Regions from separate parts of the Pan troglodytes genome. Here region 1 is linked to region 2. The links are chromatin contacts, called in public HiChIP or PLAC-seq maps. All regions are on one chromosome and are shown on one strand. The core of a region is the stretch at or near the end of the contact, and the rest is flanking DNA. Distances in the headings are between cores, read along the strand shown. Region 1 holds the start of NUMB (NUMB endocytic adaptor protein). Region 2 holds the start of PSEN1 (presenilin 1).

Region 1 (3,635 bases), core at 475-2,974, 330 kb before region 2:
GGAGGTTAGTAAATAGAAGAAATATGAGACAAAGGGTTAGCAGAAAGAAGAAAGAGACAAAGCACAACATTTCCAAAGTCCACATCCTTGAGGTTAATGCCTCCTTGACAGTGTCTTCTTTTTTTTTTTTTTATTAAGACAGAGTCTCACTCTGTTGCCCAGGCTGGGGTGCAGTGGCACCATCTGCAGAGGCAGGGGTTTCACCATGTTGGTCAGGCTGGTCTCAAACTCCTGACCTCAGGTGATCTGCCCGGCTCGGCCTCCCAGAGTGCTGGGATAACAGGCATGAGCCACTGCACGGCCTGACAGCGTCTTAAACTATCCCTGGGTGTTGTTTCATGGCCCATGGGTATATGTATCATAGGTGGGGTTGTGAGAAAGTACATTTAAATCTGATTTAGAAACTGAAAGAGTAATCAGACCAGCATTTTGTTATTTAGGAGCAGGAAAAGTGGGTGAAAAAAAAGGAAAAGCAAAAAGCTAATGATGAATGTATTTCTAGGAGCACAAGAGTTTTTATAGCAACATCAGATTTCTCAAAAATGCCTACTGTGATTTGTACCCAAGTGAATAAAAAATGCAATCATTTATTCTTGTGCATTGTGCCAAGTGAGGAAAAAAAAAAAAAAAAAAACACAACCCGGCAATTCATTCAATGGCCCTAATTTAGACTGCTAGGAAGAGGTTTAGAAAAAAAAAAGAGAGAGAGAGAGAAGCTTTTAAAGTATCTGACACACAGCTAGTAGGGCTATTTAAGAACTGCTGAACAGAAAAACAAAGTGGCAGTGAGAGGTGGGGGAAAGCAGAATTCTCATTTCCAGAGCATCATAAGGGTATAATGTGGCCCGCTTATTAGAAAGTTGCTGGCCGGGCGCGGTGGCTTACGCCTGTAATACCAGCACTTTGGGAGGCCGAGGCGGGCGGATCACCTGAGGTTGGGAGTTCGAGACTAGCCTGACCAACATGGAGAAACTCCGTCTCATGCCTATAATCCCAGCTACTCGGGAGGCTAAGGCAGGAGAATCGCTTGAACCTGGGAGGCGTAGGTTGCGATGAGCCGAGATAGCACCATTGCACTCCAGCCTGGGCAACGAGAGAAACTCCGTCTCACAAAAAAAAAAAAAAAAAAAAAAGTTGCTAATGGCTGTCTGGTCAATTGGCAGGGGTCAGCCAGGAGTGGATCTGGAAGCTGGAGAACTCTCAATACGCCACTTCAGTTTATTGACGACATTTATAATTGCAACCGAAGTTGACTGATTTCTGCTAAATGAAAGTTTGCGCTTTGCGCTTTAGCATTGAGGCTCCTGGAAAGAACTTCAATGAAATTGGATGCATTGAGACCAAAGAAAAGAAGGGGACATTTTTATCTCTCTGATACCTTTCTCCCCAAGGCTTGGAAACACTTCTTAAACACAACCTCTGATGTTGGTGTTTTGTAAGTACTACCCCTATGAATAAAGCTAGCAGAGATAAGCTTCTCCTTGCAGGAAGTGAGCTGGAGAAGTGGAAGAGTTTACAGAGAAAACTCTACAACAAAGAGTTAACCCTTCCCGTGTAACCACGAATGTGAGCGTCTACCCCTCCTTTGCTTTCTACTGCGCAACCAAACTGTGCACAAGCGTGAATCAACCTTAACCGTCACGTCTCTTGCCAGTTAGCTTAACAGACACTTTTAGCAGCCTATCATAACTTCGAATTGCCCAACCCTCAACCAATTACAACTAAAGCTTGGGCTAGGACGCTCCAGGTCCGGGCGGGGGCGAATACCGGGTTTAGGAAAAGGGGCGGTAAAGAGCGATGACGGGCGGGTATACTAAACCAATCAGAGAGGAGAGCTGCCGCCCCACTATCCAATGGATAGGTTAGAAGTATGAAAGAGGGTGGGCCTGTTGTCATGGGGGAGGTGGTGGCGCTTGGTGGCCACTGGCGGCCGAGGTAGAGGCAGTGGCGCTTGAGTTGGTCGGGGGCAGCGGCAGGTGAGTGCCGGTAACGCGGGTCAGAGATCTGGGGGCCGTCGCGGGGCGGAATCTCCAGCTCAGCACTCCGGAGGCGGAGGCCGGAGGAAGGGGGCCTGGACTTCGGGTCGGGGCCCGGGCCGGGGCCGGGGCCAGGGCGGAGGCGGCGGGGGCGGCGGCGAGTTCGCGCTGACTGGGCTAGGGGGAGAATGGCTGGGCTTCTGGCTACAGAGTTCTCCCGAGGAAGGTAGGCTACGGCCGGACACGCGCGAGTCAGGCCAGGAGGTCCGTTGGGACGTCCAGCTGCTCCGGTCTAGCGCGCTGACCGGCGGCCACTGTGTGAGGAGTAGGTATCTGAGGAAACGGAAGCGGCCAGGGTCCCAGAGAGGGGGTGACCTGTAACGACCTGCTCCGAGGGCGGGGTGTCTTGGGAATACCCAGGACGGCTTGGGTGCCAGGGAGAAGAGGAACCCGGGAAGCCCGGCAGCGGCCGGTGAGGAGAGAGCGGGGTGGGGGGCAGGGGAACTGGGAGTGGCCCCGGTCCGAGGGAGGTAGGAAGGCCGAGGGTGGCCAGGGTCCCGGGTGACAGGGAGCAGACTTGCTCCAAGTAGGGGCGTCTGAGGAAACGCTCGGAGGGGGTTGAGGACCCTCCTGAGAAAAGCGGCTGTCCAAGGGAGGGGGCTCCTGGAGAGATGAGGAGCAGCGGGTCTTCGGAGGGTCGGACGAGTAGAGATCTTGCACCTCTTGGGGGAGGAACCGGAGCGCCCTGCGCCCCCATAGCTGAGCTGGGATGGGAGACCCAACTGGCCTGGCCGCTCCGGCTCTGAGGATTCCTAGGGGACCAGGAAAGAAGTCCTCGAGGAGTGGCTCGCGTTTGAGACCGGGGTGAGGAGCCAGCAGGGGAGTGGAAGTTCCCTCGGTCGGAGAGGAGTCATGCAAAATGGGACGGAGATGGGCGGAGGTGGGGGAGAATCCCTATAGGAGGGGATAAGGTAGAGAAAGAAAGTTGCCCGAGGAGAGAGTAATGGTTTCGTGGAACTGGCTAGGACAGTAGATATATGAGAAATTAACAGTGAAGCCATGTAGGTTCACAGGTCTTCACAAATAGAAGAAACTTCAGTTTCATAATTAATACCAAGATGACATCTAGGACCAAAGCAAAGCTCCTAAAAGCAAGGTTAAGTGACTTGTTTTAGAAAAGAAATTTGTTTTAGGATGATGGCAGTAATATTAGGAAATAGGTTCATTGACAGGGTGGGGAACTTGAGAGGGAAAAGGGGAGGAGTAGCTGAACTAAAGGAGTAGAAGTAGATACTTATCAGAAAGAGGGTAGGCATACTCGGCTAAAGTGAAAAGTTTTGAGTTCTAGTTCCACCACTTAGCTAAGTTTCTGTGCAGTTTCCTCATCAGAATACTAATAGTAATAGTTCCTACTTTGTAAGGTGGTGGTGGTGTTTTTTTTTCATGTGAGTTGGTATTTGTAGAGCTTTTAGGATAGTGACTGGCACATAGTCGTGTGTACTGGATTGTTCAATAGACGGTAAAGACCTGACTTCTTAAATAGAAGATAAAGACCTGGCTCGCAGATGTTAGCTTGCATCAAAATCACCTGGAGGGCTTGGTAAAATGTAGATTGCTTGGCCCCACCTGGGGGTTTCAGTAGGTCTGGGGTGGGGCCCA
Region 2 (3,632 bases), core at 727-3,226:
GGGAGGCGGAGCTTGCAGTGAGCCGAGATCGCGCCACTGCACTCCAGCCTGGGCGACAGAGCCAGACTCCGTCTCAAAAAATAAATAAATAAATAAATAATAGTATGTTTATTAGAAAATTTAAAATAGGGATAATCACCTTGTGGTTCTCCCAGTCTGCATGCTAATAAATTTGTATGCCTTTTCTCCAAAAGAAAAACAAAACAGGTTTTTTTTTTTTTTTTGAGACAGTCTCACTCTTTTGCCCAGGCTGCAGTGCAGTGGCATAATCTTGGCTTACTGCAACCTCCTTCTCCCGGGTTCAAGTGATTCTCCTGCCTCAGCCTCGCGTGGGAGCAGCGCGCCCCCACGCCCAGCTAATTTTTTGTAGAGACGGGGTTTCGCCGTGTTGTCTGGTCTCGAACTCCTGAGCTCAAGGATCCGCCCCGCGGCCTCCCAAAGTGCTGGGATTACAGGCGTGAGCCACCGCGCCGGGCCTCACATTTTATTTCTATTGGCTAGCGCTGCTCTAAATCTTCTGTTCCTTCTGCTACACCAGGCCTAACACTCAAAATCCCTGCCAACCTTTTCCTTCCTGAAGCTTCCCTCCCCTTCCTCAGCTCTGGCGACCCTGCGCTGTGGTGGTTCTCCAACCACACTCATTCTCCTCAGCTGGCTCCTTGCTCTTCTTCCACCCCCTCGTTACAAGTGTTCCTAAGTGTTTGCCTTGGCCTCCTCTTCCCCTTCCTTAGCTTAGACTTCTCCACTGCTCCAACATCAACTGGAAATCTATGGAATTGATTCCTGTTTTCAGCTCCAGTCCTGTTCACAGGGCATTTTCACCTGCTGGCACTTCCAAAGTGACACTTCCAAACCACTTCCTCGCCCTCCTCTCTAAACCAGGTCTTTCTTCCTAACTTCCTTATTTCTGAGAATGTCTCTGCCATGTTCTAAACTGAAAACCTCCTAGTCAACTTCACACTTTATTCCCTGATCCTCAATTGGTTCCCATGTCCCGTTAGTGTTTCTTGTAAGCCTCTGCCACCACCGCAGATCGAACTCTAATCACATCTCACCTGAATTATGGAAAAGTCACCTCAATTCTCTCACCCATCCCAGCCTCCACTATAGATTAATATGCCTAAAGCAGAGCTGACCACAACGGTGAGAAGAATCTGAGAGGGAAGCAGCAGCAAACACAAGAGTCACTGGACATGCATGCCTCGAGACAGTCCCGACCAAGGAGAAAGCATCAGACCCCGTCTTCCGCCTCGAACAAGAGGCGTGCGGACTTCGCCCAGAATGCTCGTCGCCCCTGGACAAGGACACACCCGGGGCGTGAGGCGCGGAGTTTCACCAGTTGCTCAAGCAGACCCAGCCCAAGACGCTTCCTCTTTCTCCTACTCCACTCCAGTTCAGACGGCTACTAATCCCGGCCCAAGGCACCTGCGCCCTGAGACGTCTTCGAGCAAACAGCATTTCCGGACCAAGGCTCCCCGGAATCTCTCTCCACCCGGCCGCGCCCGAAGCCCGAGAAACGGGCCGCCCCTCCTGGTTTCCCACACGGGGTTCCCCAGCCCCAACCGGCCGCGCCCCGCCCCTCATCTTTTAGGACACCGGCTTCGCGGCCCGGGCGGCCACAAAGGGCCGGGCCCTGCCCGCGGCCGCCCATGTCCGCGGTGCCTTCCTGCCTTCCCCGGACTCCCCATCACGCACATACGCTTCCCCGCCGCCCCGCTGCCGCCGCGGCTCGTAGCTCAGGTTCCTTCCAGACCAGCCGCTGTTTTGTTTCCGATGTGAAACCGCGGACCCCGGAGCTGCCTGTCCCAGGCCCCGCCCGAGAACCCTCACCGTTGTCGTCATTTCCGGCTCTGGCGTCGTTGGCGGCCGGCCCACGGGGGAGGGGAGGAGCCAGGAGGAAGGGGGCGGGGCCTCCGGCCTGGAGCAACGATTGCGGGGAGAACCCAGAGCTCCACCTGGCCTTCCCCACCTGACGGAATCCGCCCAGAGCGCTGGCGTGGGTTGTCGGGGTTCTGAGGCTGCTCGAGCTGAGGACGAAAGCCCCTATATAAATTGGGCTCAGCGTGTGCTTTTCCCGGCATACAAGCGATGGCCATCCTAAATTTAACACCTGTCATTTCTTTAGGGTACCTATTTGCGAACCAGCTGCATCACAATCAAGAGAATGCTGTTAAAATCGCAAATATCTCTGCCCTCTCCCACCACTCAATGAATCAAAACTTCTGGTGGGTGGCGAGAACCTGAGAAACTGCATTTTAAACATCCTCCGCGATTCTTGGACTCCAACTTTGACAACCAGTCTTTCTAGGTGGCAAGCTAGCTGAGAGCAGAAAATGTGTCTGGTTTGCTGGGTCACTTGATTTTTGCATCTGCCTGCTCTTTGTCCAGTTTTGGTAAAGACAGTACCAATGTCTAATTCATTAGACAGCATACCACACTTACACATATATCCAAAAGCTAAAACTAAAAAATGAATACTACCTTATTTAATCAAGGTGAACGGAGAAATGTCAAACATGGGTATTCAAAAAACCGAAAATGAAATTAACGGTACATGGTATCTGGGCAAGTTACATTCTTCTAAAGTTTCTTTAAAAATCCACCCCCAAGCGGCCGGGTGCAGTGGCTCACGCCTGTAATTCCGGCACTTTGGGAGGCCGAAGCAGGCGGATCATGAGGTTGGGAGTTCTAGACCAGCCTAACCAACATGGTGAAACCCCGTCTCTACTAAAAATACAAAAAAATTAGCCGGGTGTGGTGGCGCGCTCCTGTAATCCCAGCTACTTGGGAGGCTGCAGCAGGAGAATCGCTTGAACCCGTGAGCTGAGATCACACCACTGCACTCCAGCCTGGGAGACAGAGCAAGACTCCATCTCAAAAAATAAAAATTAAAATAAAAAAATAAAATCCACCCCAAGCTATCCCTTCACATTCCTATCGCATCAATCTCCAATCCCTCCTCCCAACCCACTGCCAACCTTGTTCAAAAACATCAGATTCTAATACTTTTTACACACAAAAGCTTCATATTTAAGAACAAAAGTAGTATTTTCCATTAGCAGAATGAAAGATAAGTTGTGGGAGAAGGTTGAACGAAAAAAGATGTTTTTAAAATTCTTCACCTCCCCCACTTTAACAAGAGTAGGGATTTTAGTTTGTTCATTTACAAGTGCTCATGCTTGTCAGCAGCACATATACATTTTACAAGTGCTGAGAACAGTGCCTGATACATAACAGTGCCTGATACATACAATAGTTCAGTATTGAACAAATACAGGCTAAAACCCATCTATTTGTGAACTACTTCAATCTGATTGCAGTCTGCTAATATTAATAGGATGTCTTAAAATGCTGATGAACTATTCTTAGAAACAATCTACAAAAATTTTGGGCAAAGATATTCATGGAATATTATATAGCAAAAAATTGGGAAACTAAATATGGTACAATAGGCAGGGTGCGGTGGCTCACGCCTGTAATTCCAGAACTTTGGGAGGCCAAGGTGGGCGGCTCATCTGAGGTCAGGAGTTCGAGACCAGCCTGATCAACATGGAGAAACCCCGTCTCTACTAAAAATACAAAAAAAGTTAGCCAGGCGTGGTGGCGCATGCCTGTAATCCCAGCTACTTGGG

The links. HiChIP or PLAC-seq counts read pairs in DNA pulled down with a chosen protein or histone mark.
Region 1: an H3K4me3 HiChIP or PLAC-seq map of stem cell-derived excitatory neurons shows a contact between it and region 2, with 2.5 times the contacts expected there. The contact joins the promoter of NUMB here to the promoter of PSEN1 in region 2. A contact is called at or near these places in 1 of 1 datasets of contacts at active chromatin or transcription factors (stem cell-derived excitatory neurons) and 1 of 1 other capture datasets (stem cell-derived neural stem cells).

What each region holds. Positions count from the first base shown.
Region 1 is chr15:71,443,617-71,447,251 of NHGRI_mPanTro3-v2.0_pri, reverse strand. It overlaps NUMB (NUMB endocytic adaptor protein), which reads left to right and starts at 1,724. Exons shown (of 11, transcript XM_016926362.4): 1 at 1,724-1,976.
Region 2 is chr15:71,111,466-71,115,097 of NHGRI_mPanTro3-v2.0_pri, reverse strand. PSEN1 (presenilin 1) reads right to left here and starts at 1,976. Exons shown (of 12, transcript XM_016926347.4): 1 at 1,831-1,976.